Regions from separate parts of the Rattus norvegicus genome. Here region 1 is linked to region 2. A link is a contact called in public Hi-C data. All regions are on one chromosome and are shown on one strand. The core of a region is the stretch at or near the end of the contact, and the rest is flanking DNA. Distances in the headings are between cores, read along the strand shown. Region 1 overlaps Tmem104 (transmembrane protein 104). Region 2 holds the start of Rab37 (RAB37, member RAS oncogene family).

The links. Hi-C and Micro-C count contacts between places; a contact is called where the count stands out from the background.
Region 1: a contact with region 2 is called in a Hi-C map of liver, with 3 times the contacts expected there. The contact joins the enhancer-like site here to the promoter of Rab37 in region 2. A contact is called at or near these places in 7 of 12 Hi-C or Micro-C datasets (the A7r5 cell line, the Rat2 cell line, Schwann cells and 4 more).

Annotation. Positions count from the first base shown.
Region 1 is chr10:100,929,560-100,932,520 of GRCr8, forward strand. All of the region lies in intron 2 of Tmem104 (transmembrane protein 104), which reads left to right. Among named protein-coding and RNA genes, the nearest start is that of Tmem104, 4.8 kb to the left of the region's middle. Within about 2 kb of position 1,487, at least 2 of the 93 cell types and tissues checked have an H3K27ac peak or open chromatin away from gene starts, as enhancers often do. A contact at or near this core is called in liver, where this site is marked.
Region 2 is chr10:100,831,773-100,834,771 of GRCr8, forward strand. It overlaps Rab37 (RAB37, member RAS oncogene family), which reads left to right and starts at 1,468. Exons shown (of 9, transcript XM_006247775.5): 1 at 1,468-1,986. The coding sequence starts at 1,915. Trnaa-agc73 (transfer RNA alanine (anticodon AGC) 73) reads right to left here and starts at 54; the gene lies at 1-54.

The sequences.
Region 1 (2,961 bases), core at 237-2,736, 98 kb after region 2:
CGTCCAGAGCCTCAGGTCTTATACTCCTTCCCATTTCCACTGTGTCTTCTGAATTACCTTAGGGTTTCTTAATCTACCATCCTAGAAGAATAAGTCTGGGGTGTGTGTGTGTACCATGTGCCTGGTGCCCACAGAGACCAGAAGAGGACATCAGATTCCCCCAGAACTAGAGTTAAAGACAGTTGTGAGCTGTCATGTGAGTGCTGGGAACTGAACCCAGGTCCTCTGCAAGAACAGCACATGCTCTTAACCACTGAGCCATCTCTCCAGAGCATACTGCCTCTCTCCCTCTCCCTCTCCCCCTCCCCCTCCCCCTCTCCCTCTCCCTCTTTTTCTCTCGCCCCCTCTTCCTCTTCCTCTCCCTTCTTCTCTCTCCCTTCTTCCCTGTCTTTTTAAATTTCTTTTTTTTAAACTGTTATGTGTGTCTGTTCTTGCGTGTAGGCAAGAAGAGGGTGTTAGATCCCTTGCAGATCCCCGAACTGAATTATAGGTGCTCATGAGCCTGACCTGGGTGCTATGGCCCAGACTTAACCTGTAATTTGCCAGATCAGGTAGGCCAGCTAGACAGCAAGCTCTAAGGGTCCCCTGCATCTGCTTCCCAAGGGGGTCCCCCTGCATCCACCTCCAGTGGATCCCCCTGCATCTGCCTCCCTAGTATTGGGATAACAAGTGCTTGCTCCCATCCCCAGGCTTCTTTGAGTGTTTGTTGTTGGTCCCCCCCCCCCCCAAGCTGGGGACCAAACCCTGGGCCTTGCGCTTCCTAGGTAAGCGCTCTACCACTGAGCTAAATCCCCAGCCCCGAGTGTTTGTTATTGTGAGACAGTGGCTAGCCTTGAACTCACTATTTAGACCAGGCTGGCCTCGAATTCACAGAGACCCACTTGCCTCTTCCTCCTGAGTGCTGGGATTAAAGTAATGGACCACCACACCCCACCTTCTTACATGGGCGCTCAGGAGTAAAGTCAAACCTTGGGTTTGCATGACAAGCACTTTATTGACTCAGCCACCTCCACGGCCCTGCAGTCTTAAATCCTCCTTGGGGCTCAGATACCATTGCTGCCTCCTGATGCCTTTGACTGCCCTCAGGGGACGCTTCTGAGAGATGGTGCTTGGCTGTGCTGGGTACTTTCTGGTGCAGGGATGCAGGCAGACACTACGCTGTACTAAGCTCTCTAGGGTGGCGCTGCGGGGCTATGCCTTCCCTGGTTCAGCACACAGGGGAGCCAGGCGAGCCTGCATGTGTAGGTTGGTCTTCAGAGAATACAACAGGGCCTCATTCCTCCACTTTCTGCCACCCTTCCAAGGAGGCCGCCTCCTCCCCCACGGTCATGTGACGACCTTTTCCCCTCCACAGCTCCTCTTGACCTATGCCGAGGCTGAGTTGAGAGTGGCTTCCTTTTGCCTGCTCCTCATGACCAATGCTCACTGGGCACCTTTCCTGAAAGCACAGAGGATTTAGTGTGCGCCCAGATTGCTGAGGCCCACAGGTGGCAAAGGAACCCTGCCTTGCACTGCTGAGCTCCCCAGTGGACACACAGTGTTTACCCCGGACCTAAAAATAGCAACAGAGAAAGACAAACAAGTCTAGAAGTCTGTTTCCTAGTTTACTTTTATTTTTAATCAGAAATTGTTAGGTGTTTTCCCTGAACGTATACAAGTGCACAATATGATTGCAGTTCCCACAGAAGCCAGAAGAAGTTGTCAGATCCCTTGGAACTAAAACTACAGATGGTTGTGAGCCATCATATGCTGTAGGGAATGGAACCCAGGCCCTCTGGACGAACAGCCGGTGCTCTTAACCACAGAGCCATCTCCTCCACCCTACAAATGTTCGTTTTCTGGACAGGATTTCTCGTGTAGCCCTGGCTGTCCTAGGACTCACTCTGTAGACCAGGCTGGCCCTGAACTCAGGTCTGCCTGTCTGCCTCCTGAGTGCTATGCCCCTTCTACAAGTGTTTCTTATACTTCTCAAAAAATTTTACCTGCATGTATGTCTGTGAGAGTGTGTCAGATCCCCTGGAACTGGAGTTATAAACAGTTGTGAGCCGCCATGTGGGTACTGGGAATTGAACTCAGGACCTCTGTAACAGCAGCCTGTGCTCTTAACCACTGAGCCATCTCTCCAGCCCCATGTCACGTTCTTAAAGCCCTTTGCCTTGCTTCCACCATGAGAAGCCTCTCAGAAGGCCGTTTTCATTAAAGTTCCTACCACTGCTTAGTGTTTCTCTTAAAAATGTTAGGTAGAGAGCAAGGCTGCTCAGAATCTAGATGATGTCAGGGGGTCAGCCGGGGTCTGTTCTCAGTGCCTACGGGGAGCCCACCAGAGATGGCCACTCAGACACAGCATAGAGCCAATTGAAAGTCTTTATGCCAGCTGACTGGGACCACACCCAAGTATTGATGGGGGTGACAACATAAACCGGACAGGGACCTAGGTATGGCCCCACGTGTGCAGATCATGGGATTTTAAAGGGCAGAGACCTCGTCCAGACACATTGCTCATCAGCTGAGGAGGGCCGGGGGCTTCGCAGAGTAAGCAGTTTGAAGCAGGCAGTTTTAGCAGACACTAGGACGCTAAGATAAGAGGTTATCTGGAGGAGGTTCCGCACAAACAGGCTGAGATAGCTTAGGCCATCCTGACCTTTGGTTCCTAGAATAGCATTACATGGTTTCCCCTGGAATTCTCTATCAAGGAGATCAGATTCTTGTTAAACCAGAAGCAGGCTCAGCAAGACTACAAGGTGGAGGAACTCTGCACCGTCTTGGCCTGTCACCCCTGCTCCAAACCCCCCAAACCATAGCACCCCCATCATTTCCACAAGGGCCTGTGTCCTCTGTGGCTTGGTTCACCAACCACAGCCACTGTAAGGCTCCCAGGACGCCCTATGCACCCCTGTAAGAATGTGACGTCAGAATCCACGTCACACACGGTCTCACACGGATCCGGACACTGTGGACCCC
Region 2 (2,999 bases), core at 218-2,717:
TGCGCTTGCTAGGCAAGCGCTCTACCACTGAGCCAAATCCCCAACCCCCCAGAATCATATTTTAAAACCCTGCATCTAGTGGTTTCATTTCCAAAGGGCACCAAGGACGTATAAAGACCTTGAAAGTCCGAGGGAGAGAAAAACAGTCTTCGCACGGGGATTAGAACAAACGATTTCGGCATCCACCTCATGAGAAAGTGTGCAAGCAGGAGTCACAGCATTTTTCAAGTGCTTATGAGGGTGCTTGTCAACTTAGAATTTATTCTGATTTCCTCAGGCAAACAACCAAGAGACTTATCTGATGGAATGAAACTCTAACAATCAGAGAACTCCTGTGGTGTTTAGAGGCAGTCACCGGAGCTCTGTCTCCTTATCCGGAGAGCATACAACCTGCATTTACTGAGCTCTGAGTATATTGCAGGCATTGTTCCAGACATGAGAATTAACTCACTAAATCTTCAGAACTGGGGCTGGAAAGATGGCTTAGCAGTTAAGAGGACTTGCAGCTCTTGCAGAGGACTGCAGTTCGATTCCTACATCCAACATCTCAAAGCCACCTATAGTTCTGAGAGATCCTATACCTTCTTCTGACTTCTGTGGGCACCCTCGCCTTGTGTGCAGATACACACAGATACACAAAAAAATGAAATATTTTGAGGAGGATTTTGGTTTTGGTTTTGTTGTTTTTTTGTCAGTTTATTTTTAAAGATTTATTTATTATATATAACTAGCTGTCTCCAGACACACCAGAAGAGGGCATCAGATCTCATTACAGATGGTTGTGAGCCACCACGTGGCTGCTGGGATTTGAACTCAGGACCTCTGGAAGAGCAGTTAGTGCTCTTAACCACTGAGCCATCTCTCCAGCCCTTGTTTTTGTTTTTGAGACATAGTCTGACCATGTTGCCTTAGCTGGCCTGGAACTCACTATGTAGACCATGCTGGCCTTGAACTCACAGAGCTCTGCCTGCCTCTACCTCGGCATCCTGAGTACTGGGATGGAAGGCATGTGCCATCAAACCCAGCAACATAAGTCTTAAAAAAAATTTACAATCATCACAGGTATTGCAACCATCTATTTATTTCTTTTTGCAGTACTGGGATCAGAACTCTGAGATTCTCACAAATTAAGCAAGCACCCTACCCCCTCCTCCCCAAATCCCTTAGGAAAGATTGTCTGGTCCAATGTCACAACTTTCAAAGTTGAGGTCAGATTTCAGAATACTGTGCTCTTACCAACCTGCCTCTCCTGTGCCAACCGTTCTTAACTTTGGGGTTATATGTTTTGAGGGGGTTCTGTGTGCTCTCCCTCAGCTCAACAGAAGTTTGCCTATTTCAAAACCTCAGCCCCCACTTTCTACGAGCCTCCACCAGCCTCACTTAGACTAGTTATTTATCTCCTGGAGGGAACTGTCTAGAGACCAAAGGGGAAGCTTCGCCAGCACCGCAGGCGACTAGAATTGAGTTGAGCTGTGAGGGAGATGCTGGGTCACTGAAGATGGGGAACCAGGAGCTCCAGGACTGGACCGCAGCGCAGCATGATGCAGCTGATCCTCAGAAACACGGTGCGCTCGTATATCCCTCTGCTAGCCTCAAAATCTTGCGTGGCTCCCAGCATCTTGGAGTCACAAGACAGGTGATTCTGGGCTGCGAGTATCTCAGAACTCTGGTCCCGGGTGCACAGCGGCGATTCCCCGGCTGAACTCTGATCTTTCGGGCTGAGGGGGCTGGGCAGAACCTGTCGGCGCCGCCCCGGGCCACCTTAGGAGCTGTCCAGTGCTGACCACCGTTGCCTCCGAGCCCCCAGGGTGCTCGGACCAGAGCCTGCCGCGCCCCGCAGAGCCTGGGCTGAGCTGCTGGGAGCGCTGACGCAGAGCGCCGGGAGAGCTGGGAGCAGTTGGCTCTGAGCTGAACATGGATCTGCAGAGACCGGACTCCTACCAGGGCGGAGCTGGCCCTCATTTCAGCGAGCATGTCCTACACAAGGTAAAACTCTCCTCTGGGCGCCCACCTCAACGCCGGAAGTTCTCTCTCCTCCCCTGACTTTTGCTTTGGGACTTAAAGGAGAAACTAGCTGGTGTCTGTCACCCTAGGCAAAAAATCCTCTGTGTGAGCCTGTTTGATGCTCAAGAGAAAAATACGTGCGCGCTGGGGGAGGGGACGCCTCCAGAGGCCCAGATTATTGGAGGCTGCATTCATTCATTCAGTTAACCCTCTCCTCCCCGTACACATCTCCTTTTCCCTGCCATTTGAAATCCTATGCACAAGTGTCTCAGCTCTTCCTAAGCCTTGCGAGAGGTTGCATTTCTCCTCCCAGTTGTTTCTGTAAACTCCAACTCCATATAATCTGGGAGCAGCGGTCCACCTTGCTGCAACCGTCATAGATAGTGATCTGCAGCTGGGTATGGAGGTGCACGCCTGTACTTCTAGTATTTGCTGGAAGCAGATGACGCAGGGGAATCATGAGTTCAAGGCCAACTTGGGCTACCTAGGGAGTTCCAGGTCAGTCTTGGCTATGTTAAGCCAAGTGCTCCTGTTGGGGGGGGGGGGCGGGGATGGAGGAGAAGGAGAGAGAGAGAGAGAGAGAGAGAGAGAGAGAGAGAGAGAGAGAGAGAGAGAGAGAGAGAGAGAATGAATATGAGATTGGTGTTCAAACTGCAGGCAGATTGCTGTAATCAAAACTAGATGCCCCCTACCAAGAGATCTACAGATGCAAGCTTTGAAATAATCTGGTAAGTTCTTCTCTATCTTAAAATTAAAGTCCAGAGAAGCAAAGTGATTGAAAGCCAGGGACTGCGAGTTCAAAAGGAGTTTTCTATTCACTGTACCCCTTCAGAACCTCTCAGCAGAGTGTGGTCCCAGGGCCAGCCATGCGAGTGTTACCTGGGAGCCTGTTAGGAAGCCACATCTCAGACCTGGTGGATGATCCTGCATTTTAACAAGTTCCCAGGAGAGCAAGCGTCTAAGTTTCAGACACATGCCTTGTGCTCTGCTGTCTA